2 separate regions of the Anas platyrhynchos genome follow, and region 2 is linked to region 1. A link is a contact called in public Hi-C data. All regions are on one chromosome and are shown on one strand. Each heading gives the region's core, a stretch centred on a gene start, on an enhancer-like site or on the middle of the called end of the contact. The rest is flanking DNA. Distances are from core to core; before and after follow the strand shown.

Region 1 (5,603 bases), core at 824-3,323:
GAAGAAAAACTCGGGCAGTCAGCTCCCAGCTTGTGCCCCTCAGCAGGCAACTTTTGCCCTGTGCCTTCTCTGCAACAGTGCAGCCTCTCTCTCCCCTGTGACCCCCCCATACCAGGCACAGCTGGTGAGCATCAGCAGTGATCCCCTGGGGAGCATCTCAGGGGAACAGGTGCCCCAGAGCAGGACAGAAACCTGTCATGCTGTCATGTGAGCCAGTCAACCACACGTACTCCCATCAATACAATGCACGGAAGAGAAATAGAGCTGGCAGAGAACAAAGCAAAGGCAGCAGATACTGCAGTTGCTATGCAAGGCTGCTGAAATGATCTGGAGTGACTATTCTGGGGGGACCTATAATGCAAGGAAACTCACATGTGCCTGTGTTTCAACAGGCAGCCTGATCTGCAGCCCATCTCTAAATGTGCTTCAGTCTGGAGTCTTCTAAACTCTACTGTAATCATTATGTCTTCAGAAACAAAATTTATGTGCTGTGGTGAAAGGGTCTGTTTATGCTACTGCAGCCATTCAGGTGCGCAGGCCTGTGCGAGGCTGGTGTCTTGAGCAGGGAGATTTTCTCTGAAGTATTTTGACTCTTATGTGTTTAAGTTGTGGTAAGATTGGAGATCTTTCTCATCATCCATGCGTCTTTGCAATCAGGCAGTCTCACAAGCAACTGTGATACGGTGAGCATAATATCTGAATATACGGCCAGTTGCAGAGAATCCTGCCTTTCACAATCTTCCTGTTACCGCCCCATTTGTATGGATGTGAATTTTGATGCAATTGCAGCAGTTGCGAGGAAAATGACTTGGTTATGTATAAATGTGGTCAGTGCCACAAGTGTCTGAGAAATTATTAATCATAATGGGCCCGATTTTCAGATGAATCAAGTTAATATTTGTCTCAGAGAAAAGCGTGCAGGGCAAGGTGACTTAAGCTAACGTTCTACCCAGCTAACCTTTATCCTGCAGAGAGATTAAAATGGATCCAAAGAAAATGTTATTAAAAGGAGTTCAGGGTTTGCTCTAACTATGCCAGAGGTTTATATTCCTTTAGAGACTGCTATGATGGCCAGAGATTTGTATGTGCTCTCCTCTGTCTGTTCCTAAATAGCAAGAGAAGCAGCAGACATAAAGCCGGGTGTTTCACGTCAGTGCTTATGAACTTTTGTCCAAAGACCAGAGGTGATTGGTAAGACACTAAAGGTTATCTAGAAAATGCTGTAAAAATGCACACTGAAATAAAACTCAGATGCACATTCCTGCTTGCCAACAACAGAAGAAAGTAAATGATATTTTATTTATATAAACACGAAAAAATGCACAAAAAATTATCCTAATTCTTACTTAATTATAAAGGAAAGCTGTGGCTTTTCTTTCATAACAACGGGATTGCTAAGAAACATAGCTACCTTTTGTCTCAGTACAACTCTTGATCGGTTTGCTGCCTGTTTTGTACCACAGACTCTCTGACAAGGATCTGTCCCACTCTCTCCCTTTTCTCTCCATCCTCTCTCCCAACTAAAGAGCTCACACACTACAGTGAAAACTTGGGGGCTCAGATCTCCCTGTCTCCACCACCACACCTCAGTCAACCCCTAGAGTGTTCTCAGTTTTCTTGTCAAGACAGTTGAAGGGAAGCCCACTTTGTACATGAGCTTCTGCTTTGCAAAGCTTCGTGCAAAACTTTCTGTTTTCTTTCAGGATTCTTCCCCCCTTTCCTTAGCTCTAGTTCACAATAACCTGAATGAATGATGTGGGCTCATCCCCTTTCTTCTGAGGCATCACATCCTGCTAATAGCAAGAGACTCTAACCTCATGGCCCAGTGGTCAAAGTCACTGAACCCATGATGTGATCCTCTCCCCCCTGCATACGTAGTCCTGCTTGCCCTCTGTGATCAGGCTCCCTAGCTGTCACACCCCCTTTTCCAGTGGTGATTTCCAGCTCTTGGTTTCCTGCCACCCCTTCTCTGAACTGTGGTTAAAATAACTGTGGGAGTTCCTTGGCTCTGGGACTGTCATCACAGGCTTTCATGAGTACGTGGTGATGCGGCAGTGCATCATCTTACAGTGTGGGGACACAGAATAAGAAAGAGGAAGGGAACAAGCAGGGAACTAAACCCCACCAGAGGTTGTGTCTGCTCTAGGGCATGTTGGCAGGCAGCCACGTCACAGCATTGCAAAATCACAGACTGTTTGAGATTGGAAGAGACCTCTGGAGGTCATCTAGTCCAACCCTCTGCTCAAGAAGGCTCACCAAAAGCACATTGCATGGGATCGTGTACAAGTGGGTTCTGAAAATCTCCAGAGGAGGAGACTCTACAATCTCTCTGGGCAGCCTGTTCCAGTGCTCTGTCACCCTCGCTTCAGTAGTTCCAGGTCTCTCTTATACTGGGCAGCCCAGAAGGGGACAAAATATGCCAGGTGTGACCTCGCCAGGGCTGAGTAGAGGGGCAGGATCACCTCCTAACACTCTTCCAAATGCACCCAAGGATACCATTGGCCTTCTTGGCCACAAGGGCAATTTGTTGGCTCATGGTCAACTTGTCCACCAGGACACCCATGTCCTTCTCTGCAGAGCTGCTTTCCAGCAGGGCAGCAAACAGCCTGTACTGGTGCTTGGGTTATTCCTCCCTAGGTGAAGGACTTTATGTTTGCCTTTGTTGGCATTCATAAGGTTCCTCATGGCCCATCTCTCCAGCCTGCCCAGGTCTCTCTGCATGGCAGCACAGCTTTCAGGTGTATCAGCCACTCCCCTCAGTTTTGTGTCTTCAGCAAACGTGCCAAGGCTGCACTCCATCCCTTCGTCCAGGTCACAGAATAAGTTGAAGAAGACTGGATCCAGTACTGACCCCATCTGTATTTGTCTGTAGTTACACTTGGCTCGTCTGTCATGCTCTTCTACAATGCTTTCCACCAGGTGGGAGAGTCTTCCAGGGTATAAAAGCTAATCTAGGTGGGGAGACCCCAGGATTTTCTCTCTTGCCAATTACAAAACCTACCCAGCTCATCTGTCACCACCTTTTAACGTACAGCTTTGATGGCAATTTCAGATTTGTTCCTGAAACTGGGGGCAGATACAAGTAAGACAGTAAACATGCCTTTACTCCTCTTCCCTTTGTAGGAAGAAAAAATGCTCCTGAAATTGGAGATCCATGTGACAAGGCCAGGAGATGAGGGGGGCTCTCTGCTGACGACATACAGTTGTGCCCCATTGCTGCTCTCGCTAGCAGAAAATGTCCTGAGCTCAGGAACATCCCTGCAAACAGACAGTGGTTCTTGCTCTTGCTTCTTCTGCACAGTCCCTGCCTGGGACCTGGTAGGGTATAAAGCCAAATTTCCATTATAGTAGAAGTGTGAAATATGAAATTTGGTCTGGGACAGGCTGGCGACTGTTCTCAGACAGCAAAAAGCTTTGTTTCAAGGTATTTCAAAAACATTTCACAGGGCCATGGGGAGGAGCAGGGGAAACCTTGCTTGTTCAGCTTTTCTGTCTGAAGCCAAAACCTTCCCTCGAGTTTCATAAGTTTTGGATAGGGGATGCATAATGTAGCTGGAAGTTTGTAGTAACTATCAAAGGAATTCCTAGGAAAAAAACATTCTAGGTAGCACTGAAGCACATGGCAGAATGTCATGAACATGCTGCAATATTTAGGTTTAAGGTGAAATAAAAACCAAAAAGAGTGGATGAACTCTCATAAAATGTCTCCATTGCCACATTTTTTAAGATAGCATGTATCATTTTGTACTTAACATAGAAATTGCCTCCTGCAGAATACCTTACTGAATTTTAGCCAGCAGTGAAACAGCAGATGGGTAGCAAAATGCTAACTTGAGCTCATCAATCACTGAGGTAATGCACCTTGCTCTTAGGCATTAGTTTAGATAAAACACCACATCCACCATGCTCAGACTGTGAGCAGAGCCAGTTTTTGCAGGCTTACAAGCACAGCAGATCTCCAAGGCCAAACCCAGACTCTTGAAATGAGCTGAAGTTCTGCTCTGTCTTGGATTTCAGGAGAGCCAGGATTTTTTCCACACATCTGCTTTCATCAGAATAACTTTTTTTTTTTCCTCCATACTGCTCTTTACCCAGCATACATCCCAAACCACCTATCTTACCAGTGACCTCTTCTTGTTTCAATCCTTGGCTGTCTTCCATGAAGAATCACTTAATATGAATGACTATGTTACCATTATGAGGTTATTGTAGATGTCTGTAAGGCCTTCCATAATCTGCCTATGCCATGCCAGTTTAAACCGAGTCACTGTGCTTGTTGCAGTTCCTCTCCCCTCTTGTTCTCCAGTCATTTCCCTACTCCCCCATTACTCCCATGGCCACATTCTAGGTTCCTGAGAGGAATTCATCTTGAGACACTAAAAACAGCAGGATTACCCCACCAGGAGGCTGCAACCCACAACTGCCTCTCCAGGGTGAGTGCCCCCCCTTAACACCCCAGCTGACCTCCCCACCACTGTGCGCACCCCCGGAGGCATCCCACCACCCAGCCCTTTGCATTCTTTCCAGAAAATCTGGCGGGGTCACAGCGCAGCAGTGGGCACAAGAAAGGCTGCCCTGAAGGTTGCCTTTAAAGCCGTGAACTGATGACGTTGTCAGCACATAGTGTTCATTCCCAAGTCATGAAGTTTATTCTGGGACCACTTGAGAGCTTCAAAGGTCCGTCCCCTTGCCAGGAAAATATCTGTGCTGTTGAGCTCTCTTTCGGATTCTCTCCACATGCCATAAAGGAAATGTTCAGAAACCTAATCTGAGGGGGATCGGGCTGAGAATTCTCCTTGTCTCCATCGACATCATGAGGCACGAAATCTGAGGGTGCCGCAGGAATCAAGAAGCCTTTCTAAAGCACATCAGCTGTGTCATGTGTCTCCAGCAGGGAGGCAAGCTCTCATGGGCCTCTTTTGCTTCAGACTGTGCTTGCTGGTACCCTGCACGCTTAGGAAGATGGACAGCCTGATGATAGGACTGCTGCTAGGTAAGCAAATAGGAATGACATCTTTTTCCCTTGGGGTAAGAGTGAAGGATGAAGGATGGTCTTGTGACTGAGGCACTGAGCTGTGACTCAGAAAAAGAAAAATCTCTGTTCTCATTTCTGTTGCTCAATTCTTGAGTGACCTTCACACATCACCACTACTGTTTCAGTTCCTGTCTCTGAACTGGGGAAGGCAATGCTTTCTATTTCCTGTTTGCCCATGTGTAACCTGTGTCAGTACTCAACCTTTTGTGTCCAACTGTCTTCCACGGTATGTTTGTGGGTCATTTAGCACAGTTAGTCCTTCACTGTGGATGAGCCCTTAGATGCTGTTTTGATATCCCTAAGTAGGAACAGGAGTGGAGCCTTGGGCATGCGTGGACATTGCACTGATCCTGACAAATTCCTTCTTCTGGCCCTGTTCTCACGGTGCATTTCAACTCAGCAAAAGCTGTCAGTCTCTTGAGCATTGAACCCCTCGGTCTGATCTGCAAATAACTACCACAGCCTCAAATGGATAAACACCAGATGCTAAGCATTCACTGTCAGATGCTGCATTGTAAGTGAAGGCAGATAGTTAACCTACTTTGGGTACTTCATCTAGGATGTCAAG
Region 2 (5,603 bases), core at 1,228-3,727, 75 kb before region 1:
CTGAAGCCCACCCTCTTCAGCAAGCCTTACATGAAGGTGTTTTCACAAACTAGATTGCAGGTTTGGTTCCCAAAATGTGGGAGTGTCAAAATATGGAATGTGGGAGTGAAATGTGTAAAAAGAAGAAATAAGAAACTACCAGACAGCTCTGTGTTCTCTTGTCTTCATTATCAACATCTAACGAAGCCAGATAGCTTTCTTGGTCACCCAAGAAGGGAAGAGGAGAGGCTCTCAGTACCAGGTTACTACTAAACTACTGCTATCTGGGAGATACCTGCAGATGAAAAGTCTGTACAAGTGTCTGCTTTGTTGACTAGTTCTTGAGCTGAAGTCAAAATCTTGCAAAGTTCAGAAAAGAAAGTAACAGCAAAAGTAGCTCATCATTTCTGTATTCTAAGGATTTTTTTTTTTCCATTCTGTGTTCATTTTATTCTGAAGAAGAATATTTCTAGTGGCGTTGTGTGGAGTGCGTGCACCTGCATGCCAACACATGTTGTTGAAAAGGCTGCCTTGACACTGGCACTGGTAAAGCTCCCCTATCTTTAAAACCTAAACCTGCAGTTTAACTCTTCCATATATTGCTTCATTTAGGAAAGTCATCTGAAACTGCTACCTTGTAAGGTGTCAGCTTTGTTTACTAAAGTTACTTTGATTTGAAGTAAGTAGGTAAACTGCTCTGTGGGTGGTTAGATTAAGAAGAGGATACATGATAAGAAGACAAATATCCTTTCTGTTGTTAGCTGCATGATCTGCTCTGGCTGTCTGATAACTGAATCAAATAGCAGTAATGTCGTTGTTGACCAGCCTGTTGGTCTGTGAGGTCAGGTTCAGCTGTGAGCAAGGTTTTTCCATGCAATTCTGATGAAATCAGGGAAATGGTTTTCATTTATATGGTAGGTTTCTCTTAAATTAATATAACTTTGCTTATTTGTTTTATTAAGGCCTGTGGACATTACAGAGAGGGGATTTATTCTTTCTCAAAGCATCATGGGCTGAAAATATGTAATGAGGTAAGGCAGTTGAACTTATATCACATTACATTGAGTTTACATATTATGTTCTGTGCACTTTGAAGTGTTATTCTTGCAATCTTTCGAGAAACAAACATCGTCGATATTATATGTTACATTTTGGAAATAAATCATACTTGCAAGTGAATCCAATGGCACCACATGCAGTACATGAGCTGATATGCTAGGTGTTCCTAAACAGACTGTGGTCTCCCCTTGCAGAAGCATGAGGAATTAGTCATAGATTATTTTAGGCATCAGTAAATAGATGAAAGATGAGCATTAAAAGGTAAGTTTCTGTGATGGAGAGCTTGTAGTGCTAGCGTGTGAACAAATGTAAAAAGGTAGCAGCTCTGGTATAGTTTAAACCCATGGGGTCTCTTAGGTTCTGAAGAATGAAAACTCTTCCTTTGCAGGGCTTTGCAACTGGGTGCCACGTGGGCTTGTAATATAAATTTAAATTCAGGAGTTGTAGCCAACCTTCAGGTCGCCCATGCACTGCCTTCTCCAAAATCCCAGGCTTTCTGTAAACTAAAATAGAGTTAGCATCAATTAGACTGCCTCATGTATCATTTGTCTTTGGAAGTGCTAGAGAGACCATCTACTGAAACAGCTGCAAGATACCATGTCACAGCTCCTCTAAGAGATCCCTTAAATCCAAAACCTGCCCTTCCCTTTTTGCTACTCCTTTCTGGGATATAATCTACTAAATCAATCAGATCTCATCTCTCAAGAGAAACTGTAGCACATAGCAAATTGATGCATAGCAACAAAGATTTGGGATATATAATGAAAGAGGTTACATTAGCTTTCATTTTAATTTACATTTGTAATAATTTCTTAATGCTTATCCAATAAAAAAAGGAAGAAAAAAGTTCTCATTTGGTTGGCCAAAAGGTTGTTATCTTTCATGAAATATTGGATAATCTTTTAATGAGAACTAAGACACTGCTGTGTTTGAGGACGTGAGAAGACTTCTGTGCTGGTTAGCTACAGGGGCTGTCCGAATGCTGAAGAGGAAGGTGTGAACCTCCTGTTGTGAGTGAACTCGCTCTGCATCAGAAGAAGAGGGGAGTTTTAGTGGGCTTCAGCCTGTGGCATGAAAGACCAGCAGCATCCCTGCTGTCTGGCTGCGGTCCGTGCAGCTACCCACAGGTGAGGTCTCACCTGGAAGAGCTGCCAGCCCCCGGTGCACAGGATAACAGGGCATCTGTCCGGGGAATGTTTATCCAAACAAGCACTGTTCCTGCTGTTTGCTTGAATGCAGCAACAAGTGCAGCTCTACGCTCTGCACACAGCTCCTGTATGTCTCCTTTTTGTGTGTGAACCGATGCACCATTATGCTTGAAAGACCTAGATCTGAGGGGCGGGTGCTACTTGGGGGATCAGCTGTTTGCTTGCTGGAGTTACCATCAGGCTTTCCCAGGTGCCTTGTTCTTTCTGAGAAGTGGACAACATGCTGTGATACCGAGTTAGAGGGCAACATATGAGAAACATCTTCAGGGCTGTGCTAGGAGAAACGGAGATGGTGTTCGCTGCGTGGTGCCTTTGCAGTCTTTAAAAAATGATCCCAGTATACAAGGAGGAAATGTGTCCTAGGAGGCTGTTCTGTAGGGCAGGGAGAGCAAGATCCCTGTCACAGCGGTGGCACTAACTCAGTGTGAGACTGGATAAATCCTTTCCTCTCGCTTTCAGGAGCTGTAGAATGAGCCACAGAATAATATTTGCCTCTGTTATCGTGGCTTGTTAATGACTGGGAATGCTTTGAGGTCTGTAGGGGAATGGCACCAGATTTATTGAATACAATGTGCTGCAGAAAATGCCAGGAGTGTTTAAAGGGGTAGATGAATAAAGGGCTGATTATAGATCTCTTTGAAGTCTGTGTTGAAGTTTTCACAGGTTTCTTTGGGCTTTTAATCAGATAATCAGTGTAGTGGAAGAGAGAAAAACCTTGAGCAAGGTCATGATCTACTTGTTTTTATTCAAGGAAGCAAGCTGGTGAACTTGTGATACAATTGTCCTTTATGCTGGTCCTCAGGAAAAGGAAAGGTGAGGGAAACGTTACTGAGATCCCATCAGTGTTCAGACAGGTGGGAGTGGATCACGGAAACCCTCTGCATCAGTGCTCCCTGATTTTTTCTGTCCACAGATGACGATCTAGTGATGAACACACACATAAAAATGGAAAGAACACTCCCAGTGTCAGGCCCCGCTCACCAAATCCTCTCGCACATAGAACCACCAGTTCCTCAGGGTCACATTGCCTGGATTATTGCAAGGGTCAGTGCCCGGGTGAGCAATGTGACACCTTGGGCCATTTATGTAACCACCTCATCGTGTAACAGGTGAGCAGGGAGTCCGCGTACAGTGTAAACAAATCCCTTTGCCATTTTTCCCTGCATTGTCAGGCTAATTCTGATGAAGAAGACATGCAAAGCTGAAGCCAGGGATCAAGGCTTGGAGCCTGATCAGAGCTTCGGCAGGAAGTGCTGCAGTGAGGGCGCTTTCCGGCGAGTTTCAAATGAAGGCTAAAATATGCCCCCCACCTCCCCTCTCTCATTTGTTTGTTTGCTCCTGCATGGCCTCAGCTGCGTGCAGGAGATACTTGTGCTCCGAGGAGAGGGGACGGTTGATGCCACAGCACGTGGCTTGGCGCCAGGAGCTGTGGTCTGTGTGCAAACCGTTATTTGGTCCCTGATCATGTTACGGTGTCTCGGTTTCTCATCTGTGAGTGATGCATTATAGAGGAGCCTGGGGTCATTTGGTGCTTCCTGAAGGAGGAGCTGCTTGTCTTCGTTGTCTCCTCCACAAACTTCTTAAGCAGTGACTGCAGACAGTGGAAGGGTGCCCATGGCTACACTTACTCCTGTATAACCATGCAGAGTAGCTGATAATCAACAGCTTTTCTCCCCCAGTGAACTCATGTTAAAGAGCTCCTACATCAATTTCCTATGGTCGAAAAAAGAGAGCCAAGAATCAGCTCCTATTAACTGTTCAAGACCATCATTTTACTCACCTGGGACACACCACAGATGCTAACATGACTTTTATATCTTATGCAGCTTCCTCTGTACTTAAGTGCATCATACTGTTATACCTAGAAAACCCAACCCAGTCTTTATAAAAGACATTGCTCTGGGTTTACTAGAGTTCTGCTATACTTACCATCAATAAGACTAGTAGTTAGTTGCACTTTCCTAAGGGGAATACGGAGAAGCTTTACTTGATGTCTGATGAGTATTTTTCAGCCAAGTTTCATAATTTGCTTGACTTTTTACTTGGGCTTTCCCTGACAAGCACACAGATAGAGGCAGTGATGTACACATTGTATTATGCATAATAAATATAATATTAGCATTTTGATCAGGTTAAATGGAGAGAATAGAGAAATAATACCTTAGGTTAAGTTGATCTCAGAAGGCAAATAACTCTTATATTAGATATATTTGTCTCATTTCCTAGCTGGCAGCCGTGTTGTCTTATATGTGCACAGCACTTCACCGCTCTGCTGGGCTGTTTCCCCTTGTGCATGTAGTATTTATCATTGATGTGTCCATTAAATCAGCATCCCTTAGTGGAGCTTCATGTTGCTTGGGCTTTCCCTGTACAGTGAGTATCTCATGTCTTGTTTGTCTGGGTGATATTTTTACACTAGGGGAAGGTAAAGAGCAGAAGGAGCAACTGTGCTCTAATGCTGAGTCGTAGCGAGCAGGAGGTGTTGCTCTGTGTGTGGCTGTGATTGTGTCCTCACGCTGCCTCCCTAAGTCAAGCAAGAAGTCATCTTACCCTCAGTATATGTATGCACCCAAATCATAGCAACACCTTTAAATTAACACAGCTTCATATTATGTCCCCACACAGACAGCAGTCTAAAGCCTACTGAGTTCCTGGGGAGTCAGTTTGTCAGATGAGATCATCTTCATTTTCTAGGCGAGAGGCAGGAGAAGGAGAGTATCAGAAGCAAGCAGACATGTAGGAAGGGTGTTTCCCAGCTAGTCGCAAGCAGGCAGTACTCCTGGAGGCCACAAGCACGGACTGTTAGTTGCCTTTGAGGAGGGAGAGAGAGACATAAGTCCTTAGGATCTGTTCAGGAGATCCACAGGGGGATCACCTTTATGCAATGCCTACTGGAAATGTCTATGGAAGTACAGAACTGTCAGAAATACTCCACCTGTACCTGGTAATCAGACATAAATATAGAGAATTGCAGAAGTTTTCTCTTGTGCAGGCCCGTTTGAAACAACCCAAGTATTGGCCTTCAGCACTCAAGGTATCCAAGCTGTCTGCAAAAACTGTCTGTGTTTTACTGCTAAGCAACTGAAGTTTTCCTTTTTGCTTCCTTTAGCCTATGCTAAACCGTCTTTACTGGAAACAGTGGTGAGAGAGTGGAAACAATTCAACAGGATTTGCAAAGCAGGGAGTGATACTGTACTAAACCAGACTCACTGTAAACCCCCTAAGCTCCATGGAAAGCCTTAGTTGTGGCTTGAGACCTTAGCTTTGGCATTGAAAAACATGCCTGTAATAGCTCAAAAATGAGGCAATTTCTGCTGTAGCAAGGATTTTCCATAGAGAATTCCCGTCAGGTCTGCC

Evidence for each region. A called contact is a pair of places that touch in the nucleus more often than the background predicts.
Region 2: a contact with region 1 is called in a Hi-C map of skeletal muscle, with 1.6 times the contacts expected there. The contact joins two enhancer-like sites. A contact is called at or near these places in 3 of 8 Hi-C or Micro-C datasets (skeletal muscle and small yellow follicle).

The regions. Positions count from the first base shown.
Region 1 is chr1:88,369,396-88,374,998 of IASCAAS_PekinDuck_T2T, reverse strand. No RefSeq gene overlaps it. Among named protein-coding and RNA genes, the nearest start is that of DPT, 35 kb to the left of the region's middle. Within about 2 kb of position 2,073, at least 2 of the 8 cell types and tissues checked have an H3K27ac peak or open chromatin away from gene starts, as enhancers often do.
Region 2 is chr1:88,445,270-88,450,872 of IASCAAS_PekinDuck_T2T, reverse strand. No RefSeq gene overlaps it. Among named protein-coding and RNA genes, the nearest start is that of DPT, 40 kb to the right of the region's middle. Within about 2 kb of position 2,477, at least 1 of the 8 cell types and tissues checked has an H3K27ac peak or open chromatin away from gene starts, as enhancers often do.